Linked DNA regions of Mus musculus: region 1 is linked to region 2. The links are chromatin contacts, called in public HiChIP or PLAC-seq maps. All regions are on one chromosome and are shown on one strand. The core of a region is the stretch at or near the end of the contact, and the rest is flanking DNA. Distances in the headings are between cores, read along the strand shown. Region 1 overlaps Rgs6 (regulator of G-protein signaling 6). Region 2 has its middle 20 kb from the start of Gm31064.

What was found. HiChIP or PLAC-seq counts read pairs in DNA pulled down with a chosen protein or histone mark.
Region 1: a contact with region 2 is called in an H3K4me3 HiChIP or PLAC-seq map of embryonic basal ganglia, with 6 times the contacts expected there. The contact joins two enhancer-like sites. A contact is called at or near these places in 7 of 115 datasets of contacts at active chromatin or transcription factors (VIP interneurons, craniofacial prominence, embryonic basal ganglia and 3 more) and 1 of 9 other capture datasets (pancreatic islet).

What each region holds. Positions count from the first base shown.
Region 1 is chr12:83,042,742-83,046,795 of GRCm38.p6, reverse strand. The region is part of intron 3 of Rgs6 (regulator of G-protein signaling 6); the gene reads right to left. Among named protein-coding and RNA genes, the nearest start is that of Gm31187, 38 kb to the left of the region's middle. Within about 2 kb of position 1,960, at least 39 of the 459 cell types and tissues checked have an H3K27ac peak or open chromatin away from gene starts, as enhancers often do. A contact at or near this core is called in embryonic basal ganglia, where this site is marked.
Region 2 is chr12:82,496,741-82,500,880 of GRCm38.p6, reverse strand. No RefSeq gene overlaps it. Among named protein-coding and RNA genes, the nearest start is that of Gm31064, 20 kb to the right of the region's middle. Within about 2 kb of position 2,415, at least 30 of the 459 cell types and tissues checked have an H3K27ac peak or open chromatin away from gene starts, as enhancers often do. A contact at or near this core is called in embryonic basal ganglia, where this site is marked.

The sequences.
Region 1 (4,054 bases), core at 711-3,210, 550 kb before region 2:
AGCGTCTCCATTTTGCTTCGGGCCCCAGCTACCTTACATATCCAACCCCCACCCCTGAAGAAGGCTGTGAACCTACTATACTAATTATAGGCGTGGGTAGAATGACCTATACCACGTCCTGATCTGGCCTGTGAAAACTCCTGTGTGGGCCATGCACACCTCCCAGACCCTTCCCTTAGTTCTCTGGGAGACTGAGTGAAACAGACACACAGTATGGATGGGGTCGTGGATCTCACCATGAAAATGTAGGACTCTTTGGGGTCCTCGTGAGAGGCATTATCTGTGTTTGGAATAAGCCCAGTTCTTAGGGACTCACGAACTCCCTGCCCGGCAGTGTGCTCTAGGGTAAGTCACGCTTGAACAGAAATTCTTCCTCTTGGTTTTGTCTTCTGGTGACAGAACAGTGAACCTGAACCCAGACCTCATTACTCTGAGACCATCCTGTCAGATTTTGGTCAGTCCTCCGATCAGTCATCAGTGTTCCAGTGTGGCAGACCTGCATTCATCCCATGGTTTGGTCTGGAGCCCCTTGCCATGGGCCACAGTCCCTGAACAAACTCCCTTTTACTATCTTCCTTTAAAAAGATGCACCTAGAACCAAGAGCAGCTTAGCTCACACAGGAGTGTGTAGAGAGCAGGGGAATCCCTGAGGGAGTGTGTATTATTGATGTGCCAAGGTCCCCAGTAGCTCAATTCTGTGGAGCTGGGAAAGCCTTCTTCCTGACGAGGCTCAGAAGCACAGCAAAGTCTTCTTTGTGGGGAGGGGGCGGTCCAGGTCTAAACTTCCTTTCTTAGGAGTTTACAGATGGAGACAGTCCCTTACAGAGATCTCTTACCGAGACTAGCTATCACTGCTCCCTGGGCGATACGTAACAAACACAGAGAGAGAGAGGATCTGGGTCGCCAGGGTGGTCAGTGCAGCTCCATCAGAGTACACACAGCCCCACCTGACCCAGCTTTTGGGTACTGATATCTCTGTGTTGGTTCTCATTCGTTTGCCTCTATAGTCAGGATTTTAGGATCCAGGCCTCCAGGTACATCACAGGCATGCAGGAACCCAATATCTGCAAGATTCCAAATATCTGATCTACCCACCATGTCACCCGAAGATTTCATTTTACACAGACCTCTAAACATGGCTTTATCATACTTTGATAGAAAATGGGTTCAAAGGAACAATATTTCCAGATCTGAGTCGAGAGCAGGTCTGAAACCCTGGTGTGTGTGTGTGTGTGTGTGTGTGTGTGTGTGTGTGTGTGTGTGTGTGTGTGTGTGAGGGAAAGCAGGCAGGGGAGGGTAGATTAGATTAGCAGGCTAATCGCTGCCTGGCTAGCTTCCCAGACAGGTGAATGAGATCCAACAGAGGAATTTACTGAGACACTCTTTTTTTGAGAATCAAAAATTTCAGACATTTGATCATTAGACTAGAAGTGAGATCTCTGATGGCGGGACAGCCTGGACCTTTGGTGTCTGATTTCTGTGTGGCTCAATGCCAGTGCCTTGGCGCTGCCAGGGCTTTACCCTTGTCCTCATGGGCTTTGCCTGGGGTCAGCCCTCATTGACAATTCCATTTCCTCACATGTCAGCCTCTAAGGCAAGACTAGGAAGCTTCCCACCCGAGCTTCCGGACCACATCTATGAGCCGAAACTGGATGTAAAAACACTTCAATCCGTTCCCATCCTTTGAGAGGGCGTTCACTTGTACCTCCGTGGGTACGTGTGTGCGCATGCTCATTTTCCCCCCACATCGCAGAAGTTCTGTTATTTGTTCTAGGAAATGCAGAACAAAACAGACATCAGCTAAGAACTGTAATCCCAAACTGGGGGTGGGGGAGAGACACTAACCTGTTCTTTTTTTTTTTTTTTTCCTTAAAGAAAAATAGTTCTTTTCTGTGGGTTGCCTGGAAACCGAGAGGCTTCCAGGATCACTCCGACTCTCCCCGGGGCCTGTGGATTATCTTTCCGCTGAGCTTGCTCAGCCATTATTTATCACCTGCCAAGATTGATTGCTCACTCTGGGACAATGACAGCCCTTCCTTTCCCCTGTTAATTACTGTCATCATTAATATCCATGTCACTAATTAGTATTCATTCACATTGAAACTCCTTCCCTGCTCTCCTACCCACCCTCCCCAGGCCCCAGGCCCATTGTCTGGATTTCTAACCCTCTTTGGCACTCAGTTTCTGGTCCAATTTTTCTCTGGCTCTACCAAACCCTGGTCACCTTCACTGAGCTAAAGGATAGCAATTAAGCACTTTTCTCCTCCCACTAACACTTTGGGGACCACAGAGCTGGGTTTTGTGTCCTGGTATAGTGACACTGGCAGTTGCCATGTGGGGATTAAGCTGCTATTCTTGGCTATCCTGGGTAAGGATACTTTATCTGCTGTTCCGTCACTGTCTCTCACACACAGTGGGTACCATTCTGTGGCCTGCGGCAAGCATGCTGGAGGATGCTTAGGGATGGGTCCGCTTCCCCCTCACTGCTTTTTAGGAGTGCTATTTCCTGCTTCTAAGGACTGACTGATCCACAAATGGCCTACCCCAGCTTTGGGGCTGGAAATGAACCACTGTGGTTCAGCCCCACAATAAGCAGGAAAGGCAAATATGTCATAATATTATGAAAGTGCTCCAACTAGGCATGTTATAGCCAGATGGGAACAGTCCACACAGCAACGGGAGCAAGCATTTGCTTTTAATTTTTCCTCTCTCTCCACCAACTCCAGCGACTGTCCTTTCCTTTCTCTCCACAAAAGAATTTGAAGAAGATTCATTTCTGTTTCATCGGAAAATAACTGCTGCCTTCTGTTTCCACTGTTGGTTTTTAGAGCTTACCTTTGTAAGACGCCCTGCAGGGACTTACAGACTGATAACACGGCACAGTGTAACACACACAGCGGAGTTACTCTGTTCCCTAGAGCCCAAGACACTGACCTAGAAGCTGTCTTCCTGAGGCCAATTGCATCTCTCTCTCTCTCTCTTTCTGTGTTATGTACATGCTATGTGGGTGCGTGTACAAGTATTTTACACATGCATTTGTATGTCAGAGATGAATGCACACACCTCCTTCAGCTACTCTTTACGTCATTCTTGAGACAGGGCCTCTCTCTCTCTCTGTCTCTGTTTCTGTCTCTGTCTCTCTCTCTGAGACAGGATTTCTCTGTGTAGCCCTGGCTGTCCTGGAACTCACTCTGTAGACCAGGCTGACCTCAAACTTGGAGATTCGTCTTCTTCTGCCTCCTGAAAAGTAAGGTTTCTTATTGAATCTGGAGCTCATCTACTCAGCTACGCTGTCTGTCTGTCTGTCTGTCCAGTGAGCTACAGGAATCTACCTATGTCTGTTTTCCCAGTACAGGAATTATAGGCTCATGGTCATACCCAGCTTTAAGTGGGTTCTAGAGATCTGAACTCATGTCTCACACTTGTGTGACAAACACCTTAGCAACTGAGCCATCACTCCAGCACCACTAAAAGTAATTTAACAACTCACAATACAGGAATATGCATTACACCAGAGTACTCAAGAACCTTCCACTGCTTGCGTACTGTATCCCTGTATGTAAGAATATGTTTATGACCAGCAGTTACATGCTGTGCTTCATGTGTGCTGTAGTATGCCTTTCTACTGTATCTTTTACATATAAACATATTTATTGAAAGGGCATCAGTATAAAATTCTTCTAACAAGAAAGGAAGTAAACCATGACTCATTCATGCAATAAATATTTATTGAACTACTATTCTGATTGGAAAATACCACATCAACCAAGAATACTGTCCTAGCCAGGGTTTCTATTCCTGCACACACATCATGACCAAGAAGCAAGTTGTGGAGGAAATGGTTTATTCAGCTTACACTTCCACCTTGCTGTTTATCACTAAAGGAAGTCAGGACTGGAACTCAAGCAGGTCAGGAAGCAGGAGCTGATGCAGAGGCCATGGAGGGATGTTTCTTACTGGCTTTCTTCCCCTGGCTTGCTCAGCTTGCTCTCTTATAGAACCCAAGACTACCAGCCCAGGGATGGTCCCAACCACAGTGGGGCCTCCTTCCTTG
Region 2 (4,140 bases), core at 1,166-3,665:
ATAGCCCTGGCTGTCCTAGAACTCACTCTGTAGACCAGGCTGGCCTCAAACTCAGAAATCCACCTGCCTCTGCCTCCCAAGTGCTGGGATTAAAGGCGTGTGCCACCATGTCCGGCTGGTGGCACACACCTTTAATCTGGGCTACACCTTCTGCTGGAGACTATATAAAGACATTGGAAGAAGGAAGGCTCTGTCTCTCTTATTTGCCTGTTTGCCGTGTTGAACTGAGCAACTGCTAGATCCTTGGACTTCCATTCACAGCTGCTGCTGACCATTGTTGGGAGTTGGACTGCAGACTGTAAGTCATCAATAAAGTCGTTTACTATATAGAGACTATATCCGTAAGTTCTGGGACTCTAGAGAACCCTGACTAATACACTAGATTTCTGGTTCTTTGGTGGAAGCAAGCATTGTAACTTGTCAAGATCTAACAGATTTTGTAACTTGCTGCAGTCAAAAGATGTTTGTTTTGTTATGTGTTGTTGTTGTTGTTGTTTTAAATCTCAGAGTGACTAAGAAAACCTGAGGCTTTCCTGTCTTTACAAGTCAGGAAAGGTAGGCACCTCGAGTGAGGCAGGACTTGAGATGAAGCCTCTAATGTGGAGGCTTTGGGCTACATCTTGAGAGTCAATTGATTTTTGTCCAATGCACTCATTATGTAAGATCCCACCCATAAAGTCATCCAAGCAGCCCCAGAATAAACAAAAGCATCACTATAGTGACTCCCATGCTAAGAGATGTGGTTTAAAGTATCACCCAAAGGTTCATGTGTTACAAGCTCAGCCTTTAGGTGTGAACATTTGAGAGGGTAGGACCCAGTAGGAGGTCTGAGAGTAAACAGCTGTGTTCTCAGAAGGGTTTGTGGAACAAGGTGCTCTGGCTTCCTGCTTGGCTTTCTGATCTGGCTCCCCTGAGCCTCTTTCCTGCCATGAGGTCCTCACCCAGAGCTGAGCTTGGTTCTCCCAGATGGTGAAAGACATAAAGGGCCTCGTTCTTACGAAGTTAGCCTCCCGATGTTACTTTGTCCCAAGGATGAAAACTGAACAAACACAGTAACCACCCACAGCTGCATGCTTCATGCTTCTCAGACCCGGAATTGGGACTGATTCCATCCATCCATGGCTTGAAGGGTGCGGCTCTGCCCTAGCACAGTTTTCACCTTTGCAAGGAAACAGTCATTTTCCTTGGCCCTTTAAAGTGCATGTTCCACACCTAGGCTTGGGTTACATTTGCTTATTTTCCCAGCATTTAAGAAGCTGAACCAGGAGGATTGTAAGTTCAAGACTAACATGAACTTCATAATGAGTTCAACACAGCTTAGGTTCCACAATGAAAAAATTCTGCCTTGATTTAAAATAATAATAATAATAATAATAATAATAATAATAATAATAAAGACCTGTCATTAGGAATAATTCTGCCCATACTGCAGTTTGAACTAATTCTAAATTCTTTTTTAACCTCTAGTCAAAAGTTAAGAACCAAGCCTTTTTGTTTGTTTGTTTGTTTTTGTATTTTTGTTTTTTGGAGACAGGGTTTCTCTGTGTAGCCCTGGCTGTCCTGGAACTCACTCTGTAGACCAGGATGGCCTCGAACTCAGAAATCTGCCTGCCTCTGCCTCCCAAGTGCTGGGATTAAAGGCATGTGCCACCACTGCCCGGCAAACCAAGCCTTTTCTAATGGTTTCCTTTCATCAGAATGAGTTTTCAAATCAAGAACCCTGGGACTTTTCTCTCTCCCCTTCCCCAATTACAGAGTTTCCTTTCCAGCCCCGTTAGACATTACCTTGGTTTATTGTCTTCGCCCTTCATTCCCCACTCATCTCCTGAGGGAACTCTGGGACCTCTGTGTTTATATCTCTATTAGCTTTTCAAGTCTCCCTTCACCAGAGACACTTGTAGTGCAATAACTCAATTATTTCAAGGGAGATTGGGAAGGAAAGCGCTAGCAGCGAAGACAGTGTGTGAAGTGCAGATAGTGTAACTGGCTTGGAAGTTTTGTAAGGAGAGCTCACCCTAGGACAACCTTCCTAATGCTGCGACCCCTGCCACCACCACCCCCACCCTTAACACAGTTCCTCATGTCATGGTGACCCCCCCAACTATAAAATTATTTTCACTGCTACTTCATAACTGTAATTTTGCTACTGTCACAAATCATAATGTAAGTATCTGTGTTTTTCAAAGGTCTTAGACCAACCACCCCTGTGAAGGGATCAGTCAGGCTCCCTCTGAGGGGGGGGCGAGACCCACAGGTTGAGAACCACTAGTCTAGGGTTTGTTTGAAATGGAAACTGACCTGAAAGGCTGTGGGGGCTCCATTCACTATTTTCCATCTCACCCCAGTATAGGGGTAGGCTACAGCAAGCTGTGGAACTAAAGCTCAGACTCAGCTCCCAAGCAGCCTTTTCCAGGGCTTAGCGATTTCCATGCTAATTGCAATTCCAGAAGCCAACACAGCACAAAGCCACAAAGCCGGGCGAAGGAAACGGAGCCTGTTAAAAGTGGAGGGAAATCCTTTACTTTGCACAGAGAGTATGCAATCCTGGCAGTCGTTTTCAGCTCTTGATAAGACAATGATGCTTCTGAGTTAAAAAACGTAATATGTTTATTAATTTATTTATCTTTTATCTATGTGTGCACAAGTCGAGATCAGGAGACAACTCTCAGGAGTGCGATCTTCGCCTTTCACCATGTGAGTCAGGATAGAACTTGTGCGGTCAGTTTGCCAGCAAGCATCTTCATCCTCTGGGCCATCTTGCCAGTCCCAATGAGTCCTCTTAATGCTATATTCATAAGAAACGGGTGATGAGGATGAACAGCAGCTGCCCCTTGATGCCAGGAGAGAAACCTAAGGAATCCAGAGTGTGGACAGCTAGAGAGCACAAGCCCCATCTAGTGGGGAGAGTGGGAACCCTGTGGGAACACTGGTTTGTGTGACCAGTTATTTCATTTGTGTATGTTAACACACAGACACACACACACACACACACACAAACCTATACACTTCTTGTTGTTTAGAGACAATGTCTCACTATAGAGTTCATGCTGGCCTTGAACTTGCAGTCCTCCAGTTTCAACCTCCCAAGTGCTGGGATTACAGGCATATACCACCACATCTGGTTATTACCAGATTTGGGGTGCTTTTTGTTGTTGTTGTTGTTGTTGTTTTGGTTTTTGGTTTTGTTGTGTTGTCAAGAACTAGATATTGCCGGGAGTGGTGGCGCACACCTTTAATCCCAGCACTTGGGAGGCAGAGGCAGGTGTATTTCTGAGTTCGAGGCCAGCCTGGTCTACACAGTGAGTTCCAGGGCTACACAGAGAAACCCTGTCTCAAAAAAACAAAAAACAACAAAAAAAAACAAAACAAAACAAAACAAAAAGAACTAGATATTTATTTGCATCCATCTGGCTGCTAGATATTGTTTCTTTTGGTTTTTGTCATTTTTTTTTTAACACTCAAGGTAAGCTAGCACCAACTCCAGGTAGGTTTCCTCAAAGCAGCACAAGATTGAAGCATTTGCTATACAGGACTGTTTAGAAACTATGTTCTGCTCAGCTGAATATTTGCATACATAAAGTCACTAGAGGGTTTACAATTGATTTGAAACATATATTGCTCTGGTTTGATTTCCGTTGCTGGTCAGTCAGGAGAGGCTGTCCTGAGTTCAAAAATACTCTGCAAAAATAAATAAGCAAAATATAAAGTGTTCAACTACATTAGAAAATTTGTTGTCTTTAAAAATATTTGAGCCGGTCGTGGTGGCGCACGTCTTTAATCCCAGCACTTGGGAGGCAGAGGCAGGTGGATTTCTGAGTTCGAGGCCAGCCTGGTCTACAAAGTGAGTTCCAGGACAGCCAGGGCTATACAGAAAAACCCTGTCTCAAAAATAAATAAATAAATAAATAAATAAATAAATAAATAAATAAATTTGATTAAGACTGGAGCTGCAGCTGGTGGCGGCGTCAGTGGCAGCGGCGGTGGCACCGGGGGCGGTGACCGGCGTTGGTTTCCCTCCTCGGCACCCAAGTGGGGATACTCCCTAACCCCCTAAGAGGTCGTGGCTAATTTTTTTTCCCATTTTTTTTTTCTTTAGGCGATTCTCGAGGATTTTAGCTGCGAGAGGAGTGCCCCCCTCCT